Linked DNA regions of Sus scrofa: region 1 is linked to region 2. Evidence: chromatin contacts called from public Hi-C data. All regions are on one chromosome and are shown on one strand. The core of a region is the stretch at or near the end of the contact, and the rest is flanking DNA. Distances in the headings are between cores, read along the strand shown.

The links. A called contact is a pair of places that touch in the nucleus more often than the background predicts.
Region 1: a Hi-C map of skeletal muscle shows a contact between it and region 2, with 5 times the contacts expected there. The contact joins two enhancer-like sites. A contact is called at or near these places in 1 of 47 Hi-C or Micro-C datasets (skeletal muscle) and 1 of 2 datasets of contacts at active chromatin or transcription factors (skeletal muscle).

What each region holds. Positions count from the first base shown.
Region 1 is chr3:115,115,727-115,121,300 of Sscrofa11.1, reverse strand. No RefSeq gene overlaps it. Among named protein-coding and RNA genes, the nearest start is that of KLHL29, 180 kb to the right of the region's middle. Within about 2 kb of position 2,845, at least 2 of the 83 cell types and tissues checked have an H3K27ac peak or open chromatin away from gene starts, as enhancers often do. A contact at or near this core is called in skeletal muscle, where this site is marked.
Region 2 is chr3:114,968,594-114,974,298 of Sscrofa11.1, reverse strand. No RefSeq gene overlaps it. Among named protein-coding and RNA genes, the nearest start is that of KLHL29, 34 kb to the right of the region's middle. Within about 2 kb of position 2,303, at least 4 of the 83 cell types and tissues checked have an H3K27ac peak or open chromatin away from gene starts, as enhancers often do. A contact at or near this core is called in skeletal muscle, where this site is marked.

The sequences.
Region 1 (5,574 bases), core at 1,596-4,095, 150 kb before region 2:
TCTGGACACTGGCAACCACTGGCTCAAAGCATGAAACTTCTTCCTGTGTTCTCCTACCCTTGTCATCCTCTTCCCAAAGTGGTGACACTGCCCTCTTCTCGTCCAGACATGTCTTCCTTGGATGTCTGGTCTTCCTATTCTTTTCAGTGTTTGAAAAGAGAAAATAGCTTTGCTGGAGTCATGGCTTGGGAAGTGTCTGCATTTGTTGCATTCAGTCAAGCGTCCTTGCAAATATAAAAAATCGCACATCAGCCTGCCATGTCTTCCAAATACTGACAACAGCCTTGGTTCAGACCCAGCTGAACCTTCGTGGCCGGCCGTGCTCCCTTCAGTGTCAGCACTTAGGCCATTTTATTCCTTATGCACAGACCCACCTCCCTTATCTAAAAATCTGAACTAGGAAAAGCTCTGGAAACAAGAAACCGTTTGACAGCAAAACCTGACCTAAACTGACATGAGACCACTTAGAGCCCTTATTTATCCCAGTAAAGGTAAATATTCATACTTTTACTATGGAAATATTAGTAAGTCTGATTCTCCGGTGCTGTTCCAGAACCCCCTGGAAGCATCATGATGTATGACATTCATATTTTTGAATTGCAAAGCAGATCTGGTCCCGGGGACCTGGGACAAGAGATCATGAACCTGTATAATACCAGCAGCTCAGGAAGTTCCCGTTGTGGCTCAGCCGTATTGAACCTGACCAGTATCCATGAGGATGTGGGTTCGATCCCTGACCTTGCTCAGTGGATTAAGGATCCAGCATTGCCGTGAGCCATGGTATAGTTCACAGACGTGGGTCGGATCTGGTGTTGCTGTGGCTGAAGCGGAAGCCGGCAGCTGTAGCTCCAATTCGGCCCCTAGCCTGGGAATTTCCATATGCCAAGGGTGCGGCCCTAAAAAGAAAAAAAAAAAAAAAGCAGCAGCAGCTCAAGATGCCTGTAATTTTACTCCATGTGACTGACAAGGTAATTCATGCAGAGAAGTGACCCATGCCACAAAGAGTGAAAATATATGTTGCCCAAGACTTGGAAAACATCCAAACCCAATGAGTATACTAACAGCTCTCCTCCCTGGAAGAGCCGCCAGACATGCATGCGGTCCGGAGGAAGGTCCTCAAATCAGAATGTAACTGGACATCTTGCAGTTCTTATAATTTGTCAACACTGGATGCCCTGACACCAGCGAGTTTCTAGAAATCTAATGATAATAAGATTTTAAATGCGTTTCGCGTGCCAGACACTGCTCTACTTGCCTAGTATGGATTATCTAACCAAATCCTCAGGACAGCCCTTTGGGGCATAAAATATCACCATCCCTTTACAGATGAGGAAACTGAGGCCCAGAGAGATTAACCCCTATTATAGATCAGAAGCCAGAAAACAGAAACCTCTGGCCATTTAAGCAGAGATTACCAGAGAGGATTGGGAGTTTCCAAAATCATGAGAAGAGCAGGATCTAGCTCTGCCTCCAAGAGTGATTCCTAATACACACTGCAGAATGAACCACCAGGGCTGCTGCTTCCACAGGTGGGAAGGGTGGGAGTCAGGACCCCCGCTCTGGGAGCTCTTGACCTCAGGAACACCCGCCTTGGCTGCCGTCCAGGGACCAGGAGACGTCACCAAGTCTGGTCACGTCTGCAACGTGGATACTCTGTTTCCCATGTACCCACAAAGCTGGTGACTGGTCTCACCTCTGCTTGGCAGGAGAACAGCAGAATTACAGCCAGATGGCCCCCACCTCATTTCCTTGGCTTCTTAGATCGTATACAAGCACATCTGCTTGGTACACCCTAAAGTACACCTAGATCTCTGGAGGTGCAAGGGAATAGCTTTCTTGACTTTGAAATACAGGAAGGCACGTCAGGAGGAAGGCGGAATGAATGTTGGTTGAGCCAGTCTATGGTTTCATGCATTAACTAATTTCCTAAAGATGACACAAGAGGTGGGGTGACCAGGATTTGAAGCCAGACTGTCTGGCTCCAGAGTCTAAGCTCTGTAAATTCTCCCGCCTCTCCATGAGCTCATGCCTGGCCTGGCTGGTCCCCATGACATGTCCTCACTGTGCTCTCTTCCTGCAGCCTGTCTACAACTGGTCCATGCGTCTGTATGATCCAAGGGGGGCCTTTCAAGCTAGACTCTGGATTTGGGTTGGGGAGGAGGCGGTGCTGAGATTGAGGATCTTCATCTACCTAGGATTATCTCCATCTCTTGACTAGCTCATAAACCAGTTGCATATTGACCCAACAGTGCTATGCACCAAGCCACCAGAAAATTCAGTGACTTGAGACAATAAAGGTCTAGTGTTCATCTAGTCCGAAGGCTGACTGGTTCTGGTCTTAGGCAGGTTCGTTCGTGTCCCTGTGGTCAGCTGCAGGTTGGTGGCTCTGTTATCTTGGCCAGCCCCTCTCAGGCTTGCTTTTGGCTGACAGGTCTCTGGCTGCATAGGCTGGTCTCTCATCCTCCAGCAAGTCCGGCCAGCAGGTTCTGATAGCGGTTCTTGAGACATGAGAGGGGGAGTGGAAATGTACATATACTTTTCCAAACCAAGTCCCACGGTCAAGCTCAGGGTCATGGTGCAGAGGGTACTACAGAGTTCCAGGGCGAAAGGTATGGATACAGGGTGGCCACTGGTTGGGGCCATCAACCTTAGGCACCGTATTTAACGTCTCGGAGGAGCCTTTGCACCTGGATGCCATAGAAAGCACTGCTTAGATGGGAGGCGTGGCGGGCCAGGCCTTCTGAACCCACAGCATCCAATCTAATGCAGGATTCAGCCCCCGGGGACCATCCCCCAAGGCCGGGCATCAACTAAACCACCTGTCGTTTTGGCTGATTTGGGTCGGCACTCAGGCCAGACTTGCCGGCTGACTCAGAGACACAGCCCTTAACTCACAGAGCCTCCGCTGCTCTGCAAAGACAGTCTTTTGACATCTCAAGCGGCAAGTCTGCTCACTCGCCAATTAAAAGGCTCCCGTCCTCCAAGTGACAAACACCAGGGAAAACAGTTCTGTGGTTCAGAACACAAATGGGGAGAACACGAGCGAGGTGATCATGAATCAAGCGCTGGCCTTGTCCTTGGGCTTTCATCCTGCTTCTCAGTGACACAGCCAGACTCTCCCAAGACTCCCCGGGTCACGCCAGCCACTCTGCCCGCGCTGCAGGATCATGTGAAGGGTCAGGGTTGTTTTTCCGTAGCTTAGATTTCGGCGGGCAGACCTTACGTTTTCTTAATCCATATTTAATCACCTGATGAGGCTGCCTGGTGGCTGGGCTGCGAGCACAGAGCAGGGACCGAGGGCCCTTCAGCTCCCCTTCTCTGTAGGACAGAGGGGCTGCTCCTGCCCCGGGCCTGAGGGTCAGATAGCAGCCGGGATGCTAGAAAATACTAGGGAAAACATGTCCTTCCCACTTTTTCCACTGAGTCCATGTCCCTTTGAAACAACGTTGAATAGCATTGAGAACTTTGTCTAGATACTCATGTTGCAACAGAACAAAGGGTGGGGGAAAAAATGTAATTGTAATGTATACATGTAAGGATAACCTGACCCCCTTGCTGTACAGTGGGAAAATAAAAAAATTTTAAAAAAAGAAACAACGTTGAATGGCCTCCCAGACCCCCAGTGAAGACAGAGTTGTATATTTTCTGTTTTGCTTCTCAAGGAATTAATTTTAACTAAGTTAAAAAAATTCACAGCTTTATTGAGATAAAACTCACATCCCTTGCAATTCACCCATTTAAGGTGTACAGTTTGTGTTTGTTAGTATATTCCCAGGCATGTGAAACCGTCACCACAGTCAATATTTTCATCCCCTGATGGGAGTTCCCGTCGTGGCGCAGTGGTTAATGAATCCGACTAGGAACCATGAGGTTGCAGGTTCGATCCCTGGCCTTGCTCAGGGGGTTAAGGATCCGGTGTTTCCATGAGCTAAGGTGTAGGTTGCAGACACTGCTCGGATCCCGCGTTGCTGTGGCTCTGGTGTAGGCTGGCAGCTACAGCTCCGATTAGACCCCTAGCCTGGGAACCTCCATATGCCTCGGGAGTAGCCCTAGAAAAGGCAAAACAGACCAAAAAAAAATTTTTTTTCATCACCTGAAAAAGAAACCCAAGAGTTCCCATCATGACTCAGCAGTTAATGAACCTGACTAGGATCCATGAGGATTCAGGTTTGATCCCTGACCTCACTCAGTGGGTTAAGGATCCAGTGTTGCCGTGAGCTGTGGTGTAGGTCACAGACGCGGCTCGGATCTGGTGTGGCTGTGGAATAGGCCGGCGGCTATAGCTCCAATTAGACCCCTAGCCTGGGAACCTCTATATGCCTCACTTTCAGCCCTAAAAAGGAAAAAGGAAAAAGAAACCCATACCCATTAGCAGTCATTCCTCGTTCCCCCTCCCCGCAACCCCTGACCACCACTGATCTACTTTGTGTCTCTCTGGATTTCCTTATTCTGGACATATCAGTGAATGGAGTCAGGTAATATGTGGTCTTTTGTGACTGGATTTTTTTCATTTAGCTTAAACCAAGGAAATTTTTTCAGGTTGCCTTTTTGAAGGCAAATGGGTAGGTTTGAATCCAGACTCCACAGCCCACAGACTGTGTGGGTTTAGGGAAATGACTTGACCTCTCTGAGCCTCAGTTTCCCTGTCTTCATACAGGCAGGGTTCCTGTGTTAACACACGTAAAGGCCTGGAGCTGTGCGTGGGACACGGACTTTGAGAAACGTAGTTTTCACCATCTTCCTTGTCCTGGCTGTCCCCAAAGACCTTGCCAGCTCTGTCTGGGAGGCCCCACCACTCTGTTTTCTTTCCCTCGGCAAACATGCACCACAGTCTGCACGACTCTCCCCACAGGGGCTGCACCTGTGGCCCAGCCGAGGGTCACGTGCCTGCACCTTGCAAATCCTCACCCAAGTGGATGGGCTCCTACACTCCCCCCAGCTCTTGCCAAGGAGTTCGACGGCCCCTCTCCGGGCTCTGAGGTTCAAGACAGCTCTGGGAATGTCCCCTGCAGGGCCTCCCCTTTGTGTCCTCCGTCTTCCCACTCTGAGGTTGAGAAAGGGCACCCATACCCACAGCCCCGGGTAGGAAGGAACTGCTCTCCCTTTGCGCCTACTTGCCGACTCGTTAGCATGGATGTTATTAACTGTAAAATGACACAGTTAGAAAGGGCACAGGATACAATAAAGGGAAAGAGATCCCTCAAGCCTGAGATACTTACTGACTTCTTCTGGGGTCTTGTTCCTTCCATCTCCAGGAGGGTAGAATTTCGTGAGACCCCGTGGGCTTTACTGGGGAGACTGAGAAGAACGATTTCCCCCACCCCAGGGTGCTAGGGTGGCCCTTCTGTGTACCCACCCTGTTTACACCGGGACCGTGGTTTCTTTGTGCCATTTTATATCTTTTTCCATGTCTGGGTTTGCCTCCCCTGAGAGCCTGTAAACTTCTAAAGAACAAATACTGTGTCGTCTCCTTTGATAAGAGCCTGTGTTTCATGGGAAAAAAAAAATAAGTAAAATTTGTTAAATATTTTTTAGCTATGCATACAACATACTCTTATTGATGTAAGGATCTGG
Region 2 (5,705 bases), core at 1,054-3,553:
TGTGTGTGTATGCCTCTTGAGGGGGTATACCACATTATCCGTGAGGTTTTCAGAGTGGGGCTGGGATAAGAGCAAAGAGGAAATTTGTTCCCGCATATCAGCTGGAGCACGGCCCAAGCTGGAGGTTGGTGACACCGAAATAATTGGAGGTAAGAGCTGTGAGGCCATTAAGATAAATTTTTGACATAAAAATGTAGGCTGGTTCATAAAAGGTTGCAGTGACAATAGGTTATAGTGACAGCTTTTCAACAACTGTATAAGTCTCCAGATGGAAGGGACTTCAGCCTAATGAATTATGGACCGTCTGGACAACACAGTATCCTTTTATAGGCACAGATCTAAGGGAAGGATAAAGTTATTCAGACTGGCCCATATTAAATAGCATTGTTGTTAAAACATGGAGTGGAGAAAGAGTGAAAGGATTTGAGGCTGAAAGACTCAGCTACTGAAGCAGAAGTCCTTGGTCTTCCAGACCGGGTGTTCGTGGCTCTGTTCTCTGGACTAATGAGCATCTTTGTCCCAGGATCCCAAGCCGGTGTCCACGCTTACCTGGAGGGCTCCTGGACCTTCCTGGGTAGGGAGTGTCCTTCCTCCACCAGCTCAGCTTTTACAGTTTCGCCCTTTTGATGGCATGACCGCCACTGACTCCTGGATGAGACCTTCTTAAAATGCAGTGTTCTCTGGATGAGAGATTCCTGCCAGAAAGAAGGGCGCTCAAGGAAGGCGTGGACTCGCTCAGCCTGGGAGATGGGAAAAGACCTGGCTCACCCAGAACCTCCTGGCCAGAGTCTGCTCTGGGCCCCTATCACATTCTTGTCCCAGAGTCAGAGAGCAGAAGAGGCCACCTCTGACCCTGTCCACCTTGACTAGCTAAGAATAACAGCAGCCACGACAGCCATCATTCCTGCCTGCTTGTGGCATATCTGAGCACTCTGCGTCATCTCATTGAAGTCTCACAGCAACCCTGTAAGTCCTCTTATTCCCACTTCACAGATCATAAAACTAAGGCCTGGGGACAGAAATCTGTGGTTAGGTAATATTCAGACTCTTTGGAATTTAAATCTGGATGTGTCTAACCTCCAATGACCTCCAAGTCTGGGCTCCAGACCCCTCCCCTGTACTGTACCAACCCCATAAATATTCACGTGCTCGAAAACTAGACCAAAAAAAGCACCATTAAAAAGGGAGACGAGCTTGTAAACGCCTGCAAGGGCTATTGAGAGGCTCAGCAAGCGGGGATGCAAGACTGGCTAGGCTGCTAAAATTCGCACACATTTTAAATGGGCTTTGGTTGGGAGGAAAGCATCCTTGATAGAAAAATGTCTGAGTTCAGTAATTTCACTCTGGGTGTGTGAATTTAGATTAATAATTTGCTAATGGCAGTTAAATGAGATGAAGTAATTTACGTGGCTATAAGGGAGCAAAGTTCCACACTGGAACAGGCATATAATTTCAAGCCTCTGCTTTCCACAGGGAAGCACTGGCGGGTCTGGGGTCTTATTAAACCATGCTGTGTTTGTCAGTGACACCCTCAGATAAGGGCAAACCCTTTAGGGAACCAGCTCAGTCCCTGGGGCGGTTGCAGGGGGGTGGGATTTAGGATGGAGCCAGGCTCTAGGAGAGCTAAGCTGTCTTCCCCATCTCACTGCCATCTCCTTCCAGCTTCTACAGTCTGGAATAAGAACAAATTCCTTTAGGCAAAACCACCGGGGCTGAGATGCCCAGTAAAAAACATGAGTGCAACTCTGCCTTAGTCAGTTCTGGTTTCTATAACAAATATACCCTGGACCAAGTGGCTTATAAACAAGAGATGTTTATCTCTCACAGTTCTGGGAACTGAAAGTCCAAGATCAAGGTGCCAGCTTGGCTGAGGTTGGATGAGGGCTGTCTTCCAGCTTCCAGACTGTCCACCTTTTATTGTGCCTTCTCACGGCAGAGAGAGGGCTAGAGTGCTCTCTCGGTTCACTTTAATGAGGGCACTAACCCCATGCATGAGGGCCCCACCCTCATAACCCAATTACCTCCCCAAAGCCCCACCTCCTAATAGCATCACATGGTGGGTTAGGATTTCAACATATGAATGTGGGTCCGTAACAACCCACCCACTGAAAAAGGCATCTCTGGCTTTCAGGGTCTCAGGCTAGCCCCCCACTCTGCCCAGTTGGTCTTGTCTGATGACTTTTTCATGTTGTCTTCAGGGATTTCCACCCCAAATCCTAGCACGCCATTTGTTTACGCTCTGATCTCTTATGGGCCACACCAGAAACACCCGAGCCTCCCCGGTGTGGGACATACAAGGGGCTCAGATGACAGCTACTGCTTCAGTGTCACCCAGAGAAGAAAGCCCTGGAGGCTCTGGGTCCAGAGGAGGGTAAATGGCCAGGCTGAGGTGGGGGGGACAGAGCCCGTGGCCATGGCATCACTGCCCTAGAGACACCCACTCACACAGGGGCCAGGGGGCAACAGCAAGTGTTCCCGAGGGTGTCCATGGTCCCCAGAACCTTTGACAGGCACCGGCTGTCCACTCCCTAGGGCCCCTCTGGACCATGCCTGGTTTCCGCAGGATTTGGAGACAACCGGAAGGCAGGACCTCTTCCCCCTGTCAAATAAGGGGCTTAGCGTGCTGGACAGTTGGATGTGACACCATCCCTGTGCCTCCCAGAGCATCTCCTGAGTCATCTGCCCATCCTCCCACCACAGGCCTGTCCAGGGCAGGCGTGTTGAGTTACCCTTTCTCCTTGGGCTTTTCTTAGTAACAGCGCTGGCTACAGAGGCCGCGCAGGGCCCTCCTGGAGACATTCTGTCCTGGTCAGTCCCAAGGCTGACCCTGAGTCAGCGTGACCACCCCACCCGGGGGAGCCTTCTCCCCACCTGCCCAGGGTCCTGGGTGAGGTCAGTGGAGCATCTTTGGCAAGCCACAGGGGTCAGGAAGGCCACAGCCATGGGCTATAAGCCAGGGACTGTCCCTCCCAACCAAGGGACAGCTCCAGGCAACTGTTCTAAGACAAGATGCTTGTTCAGGAGTTCCTGTCATGGCTCGGGGGTAACAAACCCAACTAGTATCCACAAGGATGCAGGTTGATCCCTGGCCTTGTTCGGTGGGTTAAGGATCTGGTGTTGCCGTGAGCTGCGGTATAGGTCGCAGACACGGCTCAGATCCCATGTTGCTGTAGCTGTGATGTAGGCCAGCAGCTGTCACTCTGATTTGACCCCTAGCCTGGGAACTGCCATATGCCACAGGTGCAGCCCTAAAAAGGAAAAAAAAAAAATGCTTTAATTAAAAAAATAAAAGATGCTTGTTTAAACTTGGGTCCTTTCTCCAGAGGGTCTGATTTCTGGAGGAGGGTGGGACTGGATCTCAGGAGCTATCTCAGCCCGGCCCTTGGGGACAGCACCCCACTAACTGAGCAAGATCAGAACGTGGGAAGGTCTGCCGTCCTGGGCCAGCTTGAAGTGGCCAGCCATCCTGCAGCTCATAGACCCCTGATTTCTCAGGAAACAACGTCACAACACTTGCCAATGGGCAAATGAGACACTGAATTTGGACATCCGCCCTCTGTGCTCCACTGGGTACTGGGCAATCGGGGGTGAGGTGGTGGGTCAGGATGGCACCTCATCTCAGGGTAGGACAATGTCAGGGCAGTGATTCCCTCACCAGGGATGGGGGGGAAGAGAAGCAAGGATTTAAGAAAGCAGGTCAAGGGTCAGAAGTCAAGTTGGATGGGATCTTAGAACCTAGAACCTGGAGAACGTCCCCCCCACCCCACTCCCCACGGGAGTCCTGGTGCCTGCTGTATACATCTGGGGGTGATTTGGGCCCAAAAAGGCAGGCAGAAGTGGGCCTCAACCCACAAGCTCCATTCATCCCTCGGGGTTAGCTGGACTCCCACCCTCAACGGGCAGTCAAGGAGCTTCCTGGGTCAGGAGTCGTGGCTGGGATGGAGGGATCAGGACAGGTGTGCATGCCCCCAAAGACCCAGCCTGGCCCTACGCTGTTGGCATCTCGGGAGACCTCTGGCTGGCCCTGAACTCTTGTGTCTCAGGACGAAAATCTGAGGCTCCAGGGCTGAAGGAGCCTCGGGGTCTCCACCCAGCCCCTGGGCTCACGGGTGGGCTCCAAGGCCCAGGCCTTTTCAAAGGACTTGGGTGCTTGGAAGAGTAACCCCAGGCCGGTTTTCTGAAAGAGGCTGTTGGAGGAGGTGCGGCCAGGGAAGTACATCCTTTCTGATGCTGGGAAAGCCTGTGAACACACTTGTGTCCACACCCCAGCCCCTGTCCAGCTCCAGGGATCAGCTGCCCAACTGGGGACCCCAGTGGAGTCATTATCAAAGGCTCTGATGCAGCTGCATTCAGGGTCCAGGGGAAGAGGAGCCTGTACTCAGCTCATCACAGAGCTCAGGCAGGATCTTGTGGGCCCCCAAGTTGTCCAGCTTTGCACCCATGTCCTGCGCAGAGGTGCCCAGATGTGTGATGAGGTGGCCACAGCACCATGAAGTCAGTTCCACAGAACTAGGCTTGGTGCCTGGTGGACAGTCCTATTGTGGGCCTGGCCCTCTGTGCCCAGGGGCTGGGGAGGGCCTAGCAGAGCCCCTGTTTCTACCCAGAGTGTGGCATCTGGACCCAAGACCATTAGACAGCTGGCAGAGCATTCCACCTCCCCGTAACTGAGGCAGTTGCTGCTGGTTACAAGGCCTGCTGATAAGTGGTCCCACTGGGACGTGGGTGTCACCAGAGGAAAGGATTGACCATGATGAAAGTGGCAGATTTCCTGGGAGACAGTGTCCCTTCCAGGCAGCAGCAGGAGCCCTGAAGCTGGACACTGAGAGCTTTTCCTTCTGGTTCTGACACAGAATGTGCCCTGAGGATACATGCCCCTGGAGCACTGGGTGCTCTTCTGAACAATGGAAAGACCAAGTCACTTTGGGTCATTTGAGTTCTGGGTCGGGGCTGGGGGGCCCAGGGGGTAGGGAGGAAGAAGTCACGAGAACAGAAAAAAGGCCTTGAAAATATGCACAATTCCACCCCACCCTCTGAAATTACAGAGGCTCTGTTCCTTAAAGCTGCTCCTTCCAACCCCTCCCCCACACATTTTCTTCTCTGCTCCTTGGCTGGTTGTGGGCATAGGAGGTCCCATCCTGACTCAGCTCCCTGCCCTCATCTAGGGCTGCAGCCAAAGCCTGAAAGCAGTTGTCCCCTCAGCCATTTGTAGAGCCCGGAGCCAGGAAGCTCCTACAGACAGTCAGCTGAGGGTTCTGCCCTGTCGGCTGGAATCAAACCTGATCCAGCCTGACCTGACTTCCTTCCTCCATAAGACCCTGGAGTAAGTCCTCAACTGCTTGGAGGACAACATGGCCCTGTATCTTGTTGGGCAACTTCCATGCTGCGCTGTGCCCCTAATGGAGGAGGCCCCGAGGGGTCGAGGCTTCAAGCCCTCACCCTGCATAGAAGTCAGTTTTGGTCCTGTTTTCAGAACATGTAAATCCTTACCAATTAAAGTGCAAATTGACACAAATCCTAGCCTCTGGGCCTGAAAGAAAGAGGGAATCTGGTAAAAGTAGGGAAGTTACTCAGAACCCTCCTCCTTCTCAGGTCCTTAGCGCTATGAAATTCTACCACGTCTTCAGGAACCGGCAAAACTCCTTGAAGGACAAGTTAGTGTATGGGGATGAAGGTCAGGGTCAACTTTGAGTGTATGTGTGAGGGCG